Regions from separate parts of the Mus musculus genome. Here region 2 is linked to region 1. A link is a contact called in public HiChIP or PLAC-seq data. All regions are on one chromosome and are shown on one strand. Each heading gives the region's core, a stretch centred on a gene start, on an enhancer-like site or on the middle of the called end of the contact. The rest is flanking DNA. Distances are from core to core; before and after follow the strand shown. Region 1 overlaps Srrm4 (serine/arginine repetitive matrix 4). Region 2 holds the start of Srrm4 (serine/arginine repetitive matrix 4).

What was found. HiChIP or PLAC-seq counts read pairs in DNA pulled down with a chosen protein or histone mark.
Region 2: a contact with region 1 is called in an H3K4me3 HiChIP or PLAC-seq map of embryonic forebrain, with 4 times the contacts expected there. The contact joins the promoter of Srrm4 here to the enhancer-like site in region 1. A contact is called at or near these places in 11 of 484 Hi-C or Micro-C datasets (the AtT-20 cell line, the N1E-115 cell line, brain and 7 more), 6 of 115 datasets of contacts at active chromatin or transcription factors (embryonic forebrain, embryonic hindbrain, embryonic midbrain and 3 more) and 3 of 9 other capture datasets (adipose tissue, liver and pancreatic islet).

The regions. Positions count from the first base shown.
Region 1 is chr5:116,474,326-116,478,743 of GRCm38.p6, reverse strand. Srrm4 (serine/arginine repetitive matrix 4) reads left to right here. Exons shown (of 13, transcript NM_026886.3): 3 at 1,599-1,685; 4 at 3,497-3,568. Among named protein-coding and RNA genes, the nearest start is that of Srrm4os, 38 kb to the right of the region's middle. Within about 2 kb of position 2,568, at least 3 of the 459 cell types and tissues checked have an H3K27ac peak or open chromatin away from gene starts, as enhancers often do.
Region 2 is chr5:116,589,284-116,593,701 of GRCm38.p6, reverse strand. Srrm4 (serine/arginine repetitive matrix 4) reads left to right here and starts at 1,885. Exons shown (of 13, transcript NM_026886.3): 1 at 1,885-2,368. The coding sequence starts at 2,238.

The DNA.
Region 1 (4,418 bases), core at 1,319-3,818:
GTCTGCCCAAATGGCTCTAGAAGGCAGCAGGGTTTTTGTGAGGCCACTCTCAGAGCAGGAAGCACACAGGTTCAAATCCCAGCTTAAGTGATTGCTGCCTGTGTGGCCACCGGTGAGTGAGCTCGACTTTCCTCACCTGTGAAATAAAATGACAAGAAGGGCAGAGAAGAGCTTTCTCAACCAAGTGTCCTGACTAGTAAGTATAAAGACCAGAGTTCAATCCCAGGGGCTGGATTTAAGAAACCAAAGACTGAGGTGCAGTGGCCCACCCTGTGATCCCAGCATTGGGGAACAGGAGACAGGAGGTCTCTGCCATTTGTCAGCCAGCCTCACCTACTTGGTGAGTTCCAGGCCAGTGAGAGTCCTGTCTCAAAACCATGGTGGTGACGGCTTCACAGAGCATCTTTCTCTGTGTATGCCCCCTCCCCCAGATAAATGCCTGTCCTCAACGGCTGATTCTGTCTGCTGCTGCTGTCTGTAGATTGGAGATTTCTCCACTACCATCTGTTGTGCTTGAGGTTTGTCCTGCCTTTTAGTTATTTAATCGGCAGAGAAAACGAACCGGATAAAGACCCCCCTAGACTGTGTTATGAGGACTTTGGAGGCAGAGGCACGGTAGAGCTCTGGTTTACATAGCAAGTTTCAGGACAGCCAGGTTTACAAAATGAGATCCTGTCTCAGAAAGAAAAAAAAAAAAAAGAAAAGAAGAAATAAAAGTTAGTGAAACAAACAAACAAACAAACCAGCGGTGATATCTGATGCACAAAACCCGAAGTTTCCCTCTGGCCTCCGTATGCCCTGCCTTCTAAATACTGTGTATCATGATATATAAAACTCTGTTTGTAATAAGCATACCAGTGCTGGTTTGGTTGCTACTAAAATAATAAGAAGACTCCTAGCTGTTCCAGTAAAGGTGAACTGGGCTCCCACACTTCTGTTCTCAAGCAATTTCAATCCGCAACCGTTTCTCTTTGCTATAGGATAGCGTTCTTCTTTTTCTTCTTTTTTTAATCCCGGGAGCCTGCCCCAATTATAAAAGGAGATAACTTGACTTCATTTAACTGCAGCCTGTGCGTTTGAATTTAATTGAACGGGAAATAATTATTCCTGAAGAGCAGTGGAGTTTTTTGAGGTTCTGCGAAGCGATGTAAGATATGTATCTTGTTACATTAGACCCGAGCAAATACACTTTTAATAATCGGCATCTACTTAATGCAGCTTCTGCCTCCTGAAATTTACAGCAGGAAGTATAGACGGGGTGGACTGGGAAGAGAGTGGGTTGGACTGCCAACTCATTATTTTTAAAGTGATTTATTTACCGAGGTGAACCATTTGCAAATTCAATAATAAATCTATTAAGGGGCAGTTAACCCCTATAAACCTTGTTTTAAATAATCAATTGGTGTTTGGGTAACTACAGTGTCTGTCTCATTAGGCATGCATTAAGTCTCTGAGACTTTTAATCTGAGGTGTGACCGAATCAGCCATGAGGTGACAATGAGATGTTCACCGTGGGTCCTGGGTCCTTTCCCTTTCTCTGGCTGTGACAGCCCAGGAGCCAACGGACTCTCTCATACCTGGCTTTTCCTTTCTCACAGTGCCTCTCAAGACAGAGACCCGACACCACCACCTTCCTCCAGGGGGAAAAAGAAAAAGAAGAAATCAACCAGGAAAAAGAGGAGGAGGTAAGGATCCTGACGAGAGATGAGATTTCAAAGACTCAGACAGGAGAAGAGACAGAAAAGGAGTAATAAGTCCAACTGTGACTCCACCTTGGGTTCAAATCCCTTCTCGGCCTCTTAGCTGCCTGTGGGACCTTAGACTTCACTTTTTGTGGCTTCTTTCTCCCACCTTCTTGTTAAAATGATAGTAATTTTGGACAGCCTCTTGGAATTTTCGAGAATTAGCTGAGAAAAGTCCCTGGGTATGGTGGCTCCTGCCTGTCATAGCACTTGGGAGTCTGAGGCAGGAGGATTGCTGTGAGTTTGAAGCCAGCCCGAGTCACATGGTGCATTCTAGGTCAGCCTGAGATACAAAGAGGAAAAGGCGGAGGGAAATATGGAGGCAGCTGACACGGTGTTTAGCAATCATGTATGACCAATTAATATGAAGCAGTTATTATAGCAGATGTTGAACTGGGATGGCTGTAGCGTATGGTGTGCAGGGGCTTGTGCGCAGCACCTTGGTACAACCTTTCTTTCGCTCCTGGCCTCACTCCGCAAGGGAAATATTATGCCCATTTCAGAGATGAATGATAAAGGCTCCCAGGATGGGATGACAGAATCTACCTTGGACTTTATTCCTAGGATTCTCTCTTGACCCAGGGTTAGTATCTCATATTACTACCAGCGCATGGCTCTTTTAGGCCTCGTGAATGTCTTGGTAGACACACGTCTTTTAATAAGTTTTTTATTTTTAAAAAATATTTCCGGATTCCCTTGTCAACTTCCAGTTTAAAAAAAAAAAAAAAAACCTGTGTAGAATTTAAGTTTGGCTACAGGGGATCGCACCAAATCTCCCGGGCGGTGTTTATAAACGCCTGCAGGGGGCAGCAGAGAGCAATGCTGAGCCGCTCAAACCTGGGCCCCAGGTTTGCAGGGGTTTCTCCATCATCTGCTTAGTTTAAGGACCGGCCCAGATGGGGCGAAGGGGGAGTGCGGTGACACCCAGTGACCCAGCCATTGTAAGGTAGGGGGTGGACTCGAGTTTCCCGATTTTCGAAGTGTGCAGAAGATAGAGGAGGAAACAGCGCACGCTGTGGAAAATTGGGGCTGCACTCTCTCAGAGGGAACCCCCCGCCCCCTCTGAGAGGCCACTGCTTGCTCTCCTCAGTCCTCACCTCTCCTAACTGTCTGCAGGAAGCCTGATTCCTACATCTACCCTCTTAAAGAGGCTCACACTGGACCTGAGTTTCAGCCTCTTGCTAGCCTGTTGGAGACAAGCTATGATTCCCTCAGGGGCCTGAGCCTGTAGGTCAGGCTGAGTCAACCCCATGGCCCCAGGGAGGGTAACTGTTTCCCAGGTGCCCCTTGGTGGCTTCACCCATGCTATGATGTTAGGGACACAGGCTTACCCCAGAGATAGCAGAGAACAGACCACGGAATACAGAAGAGGCAGAGGTTTTGGAGGAAAGCCACGGATGAGACCAAGAAAGCCCTTTAGATTGATTTAACTAAGAGGATAGCCATTGACTGATGCTGTTATAATGAACAAACCTCCGGGATAGAGAGAACTCTGTTTGAATCCCATACCATCCCTGTCTGGGCTGCGTGTCTTTGGGCAGATCACTTTACCTCTCTGAATCTCACTTTTTTTTGGGGGGGAGGGGGTCTGGAAAAGGAGAATAGCAATTATATCTACTTAAGTGTAGGGCACATAATATCCAACACAAATGCAAGCTACTATCAGTATGTGGGTTGGTCCTGTATATGGTCCCCCCCAAAAACTGAAGTATTATGAAGAAGGGACCCATGGAAATATGTCTGTCTCCCTGCAGGTCCCCGTCCTACAGCCCATCACCAGTCAAGAAGAAGAAGAAGAAAAGCTCCAAGAAACATAAGCGACACAGGTACTGTCTGTCCTTCCTCCTCTGCAGACAAGGATGCCCCAGGTGTGGCAGGGGTAAGGGGCCCAAAGACCACAGGAAGAACCTCAGGTCATCTCTACAGCATGCTCACATCATCTGTGTCTTAGCTCTGCCTTCAGTGTGAGTTGCGAGGAAGAACAGAGATCCATTAAAGCTAACTGGAACCAGAAAGCAGAGCTGGTTGGAAGAACTCAGGAAGGTTTGGGGACCAGCCAGGCCTAGAAGAGAGGCTGGAACAAGGAATGGCTAGCAGAGGGAGTCCAGGCAGTTCCTCCTGCTTCCTGGTCCTTGGGGGTGGGTGGTGTGTTCTGTCCGATTTCTGCCAATCACAGGCCAAGCCAGAAGCAGACGATAATGTCTTGATCACTATTTCAAAGCCCAGTTGTGTCCTAGAGGTAGGGTCATGTTGAAGAACCGGACATCCAGGGATCCTCACCTTGGGTGGGTAACAGAGGGAATCATGGAATTTGGGCCCTCAGACCTGGTGTTTGCTATACACACACGTGCATGCACACATGCACACACACACACACAATGCCCATATACACATGCACATACATGCTTAAACACACTCGAGTGTACTTGCACACACCTAGAGACATGCACACAAACACTCGAGACTGGGAGTCCACAAAGCCAGTGGGCCCAGCCAACGTGTTATAATTCAGAAGTTTTGCAGTACAAAACTTCCATGGTACCTTTCTTCTGCAAAGAAAGCCATGTTCCTGGAGCCCCTTCCTATGGTCCACCACTAGCGGCTCAGAGGAACCTTGTGTCCGTGGGGCCATCAGCCTTCTCTACCCTATACACGGCCTGAGCCTTTGCAGTTGGC
Region 2 (4,418 bases), core at 636-3,135, 120 kb before region 1:
GCCCTGAGCTTGTTCGAGGAGGCACACAACTTGGAAACCACAGCACTGTCTGCTTCGAAGCATGGGCTCATTGGCATCTTGTAGACTTTGCCTAGCTCCAGTCTTGTATGCCTCTTATTCCCAGAGTGCTCTCCCAGACCTGATTACTGTTTTTTTTTTCTCTCTCTTTAAATAGTCAAGGCTAAGAGGGAAGACAGCTCGATGGCTTTTAAAGTGACAGCCATCCAAGGGTTGCTAGGTCCTAGACGCAATCTAAGAATGAGGAATTTGAATGCAGGGGATCAGGACATGGAAAGTTCACTCCCTGGTTTACTTTCCTCTGTCCTCAAGTCTCCCAGCCCCAACCCCATCCCACCTCCTAATCTCTGCTACTCCCTTTAAAAGCCAACAAAATGCACTTCTAGTTACTGACCAGAAGGGGTCACTGCGGAGTGAGCGCTTGGCGCTCCTAAACCGGTACACAGCCATCACACACAGCCATCACACACAAACTCCTCCTGTAGCCTCTTCCAGGCCAACGCTCACTCCTTGTTCCTGTGTCCCGGCTTCTCTTGCCCCATCCTGTCCTCCTCTCCCCTACTCTGCTCCCCCCTCCGTGTACCTCCTATTCTCTTACAAAGGACTTACTTACAAAGTTCGCACTGATGTTGGGGGTGGGGGTGGGGGTGTCTTCGCTCCCCACTGCTACTAGGTCAACAAAAATTAGAGAATTTTTTCTGCCTTCAGGGTGGAACCCGGTGTCAGTGCTTGGAGGTTTGTAAGACTTAGCAGAAGCTCCTTGTAGGAGTTTCACTTTTAAACCCTGGCGGTAGGTGAAACTCCCAAGTATTAAAAGGCTCCAGAGGAGAAATGGGCTGGGGAAATCTCACTAAGATATCTTCCCTAAGAAGACCCTTACGGCAAAACGGGGAGACATTGTTGTCTACTGCCTGCGCATCTGGAGTTTGAGATTCTGAGTCTCTGCTGGGACTGGGAGAGTAGGGGGGAGGAAGAAGATGGAAAGACCAAAAAGTTACTTGTAATCCTCGGAAGCCCTCCCCCCCCTTCCCCCCTCAGTCTTTCTTTGCCAAATCGGACTGTTGTTTCACACCCAGGCTGCGGGTTCTCAGGGGGGTGGGGGAGGGGTGTTCTTTTGGAGGGCTTTGGCAGCGGGGACGCGAAGCAGGCCGGCTGCGAGGCACAAAAGAGATATCCTTTATAGCGCCGCAAGCACAGATGTGACGCTGCGCCCCTCTGCGGGTGGGGGCCGGCTCGACAGATGGCGAGAAACCGCGCTGGTGACGGATTGTCCGTCAAATGGCATTTTCGGGGTGGGGGGGTGGAAGAGCCCCCCAGGCGTAAAGAAAATCATAGGGGCACCCACACACACACACTTTGCAGACCTCGGCAGTCCATCCCAGAAGTGGGGTGGGTGAAGGCAGGTTGGCGTGGGTGGATAGGTGGGGCATTTTTTAGTAGCTCCCTCAATGGAAGATGCTCCCCAAGTCTTGCAAAAGGATAGGGAGGTGGCCCAGGCCCGGGAGTGCGCATGTAAGGGTTGAGGGGAAGGCCTGCGACGATGGAGGAAGGGTGAGGGCTAAGAGAAAGAATCTCCTTTTTGATTCTGTTTGAGGTGTTGGGGTCGCTTCTCAGAGGGGTCAGAGTCGCAACTCTGTGGCCACGGGGCCTTAGAGACAAGCGCTCGCCCCTCCCTTTCTCCTCCTCAGACCTGCGGGCTTTTGTTATGCAGATGGCGGCGGGAGGCTGAGCCAGAGAAGGAGGGGTTGCTGGGGAAGGAGGAGACGGAGAAGGGGAGGGAGGAAAGTACAGCTCGCGCGACCAGCCTCCCCTTCCAACGTCACATTGTGCAAGAGACAAAACCCGGGCGCGCCGGAGCTCACACGCGCACGCACGGCAGACGCCCCGGTCGCCTCCTCTCTGTTCTCTGCGCGGTAGAGAAAGCCGGCTAGCTTTGCTTCGCCGAAGACACGGAGCTCAGCCTGCTCCCAGCGCAGCTCAGAGCCAAGCCAAGAGGTGAACCCAGCCGGGGAACCACCTTCTTTCTCCGCTGCCTGCCTAACCCGAGACGTCCCGTTCTATCCCATCCCCCGCCCTGAACTCCGATCTCTCCCCACCCCACCCCTTGGGGGTTTCACGCGGACAGCGCCCCGGAGCCCAGGGCGTGTCATCGGGTTTGTAATCCACGTTTCAGCACTTCGGACAGCGCCCCAGGCTCCCGGGCTCCTTGGGCTTTCAGGATGGCTAGCCTGCAGCAGGGCGAGAAACAGCTGTTTGAGAAGTTCTGGAAAGGGACCTTCAAAGCAGTGGCCACTCCGCGTCCCGAGAGCATCATCGTCGCCAGTATCACAGCCCGCAAGCCGATGCCAAGGTAATGACCTCGTTCATGAGTTAGGGACACTGGGAGGTCCCCCCCCCTTTTCTTGCCTGTGCCCCAGAATCTTGACGGGTGGACGCAGGCAACTGGAACAGGGTGTCTGGACTAAGCCCGTCGTACCCGGTATCTCACGCCGGAACATGAGAAATTATCGCTTGTGTAAGGGAGAGGCTGTTGAAAAGGGACAGGAATTTTTTGACGGGGAACAACACTCCTACAGACTCCGCACCTCCTATGCAAACCCCCTTGCTTTCTTAGGGTGGGCGGTGTGGCTCGGGGTACGTACTTGACTGAAAACTTTTCGAGCTATCGCCAAGTGCATAGGTCAGGGGAGCAAAGCAGTGGTGGATTTGAGGTGTCAGGGGATGCTGTACAAGACATGAACTCAGCTCAGCCAGTGTTCAATACAAGCATTCTAACCCTTGGCCCAGAAACTAGCGGGTCTCTGAACATTTCAACAAAAGCCCATATGCTATTCCCTCAGATACGCTCGCTCCAAGCAGCACCCTCCTCCGTGTCTTAGCCTAAGCTGCTGCTCGTGTTGAATTCTTTCTTTTTCAGCACCCAAAACCAAAACTCTAAAGCTCAAAGTCAGCATGAAGATAATACTGAAAGTTTTACTTTATTTTATTTTTTAAGGATCTGGTGGCTTTGAACTTTGGAATGAGTTGGGGTGCTGGAGCAGTAGTTAAAAAAAAAGACAGGAGGGGAGAGGATGGGAAGAAATACAAAGGCAGGAGAAAAAGAAGACAAGAGGGGGTTGAGGGGGCACAGAGCCTTCCACAGCAGAGAAATACCCAATATTTTCCTAGATCGTTAGATTCAGAAGTCTTTGAGAGGGCTGTGCCCTCTGTCAGAGAAAATCAAGGCTGTATAAAAACTCATCTTTTGCTGCTGCTGGCTGAGCGGTTCTGAGAGTTAAAGGGACGATCTGGGGGGGGGGGCGCTCGCAGGATTGATTAATCCTGGCAGGCTGCATTAGGGACTAGATGGAAAACATGTCTGGGAAAAGAGCCTCTGACAGATGCCTCATCCAGCTCCAACTAACTCTGAACTTCCCAGCAAGTGTGGGGTCGACGAAGGCTGACTGGAGAAATAGATCCGAGAAGAGTAAGCCCACATCCAGGAACTTTTCTTTGTTCTGACTGATGCTCAAGCAGGTCTTTTAAACAAATGGAGCATCCAGTGTGGGGGGAATGGGTAGACAGGAAGCAAGAAGGACCAGCAGAATGGAGATCCTATAAGCAGAGTAGACATGTGAGTGGAGGTGGGGGGTGGGGGGGAGAAACCCACTGATTCCGGCTGGAGAGGTAGGGGGGTCTAGGGGTACATGTGACACCAGATGTCATTAGAGCTGGCACTGTCTGCTTGCTCAGAGGTTTTTGGTGGAGAGTTTGACGTCAGCGCTTTTACGTCCCTGGTCTTCTGCCACCGGCTTCACCTCCCTGCATCTACTGTTGGCACGGCAGTGCTACAGTGGCCAGAGAAAATGGCCTTGCAGGTGGGACCGGGGGAAATTTGTCTGGTGGCAGAAGTGTTTGGTCCATGATCTTCTATTTTATGGGCACATGGGCAGGAAATCAGGTTCTTGCTGTTGTTTTCATTTAGACGACTGTCCCTAATATTACCATGCTTGGAACCTTCATGGTTCTGCCTGTCTGTCTGCCTGTCTGTCTGTCTGTCTGATGTTACCAGCATACCATTTTCTTGCCAATAGCTTCAATCATATGACTCAACTGAGAGACATCCTAGCTTCCAGCTTTTGTTCATTTTCATTTAAGCTGTGTGTGACTTTTAAAGAGTTCAATGGGCCCTCGGTATTTCCTCACTCTTGATATATTTTAACGTCCTGGGGTTTCTATCGCACCGAAGAACACCTTTGAAGTTTACGTCAGAATTCCATAAAGCTCTCTATTGGTATTATACAAGAATACCCCTGTGTCTGGCAATTCCTCTCTGTAGAGCACGTTCTGGCTTGTAGATGTTTTATCTAATCCAGGGTGGAGATTTCAGGGAACATTTACATCCAAGCTCCCAGAAAGGA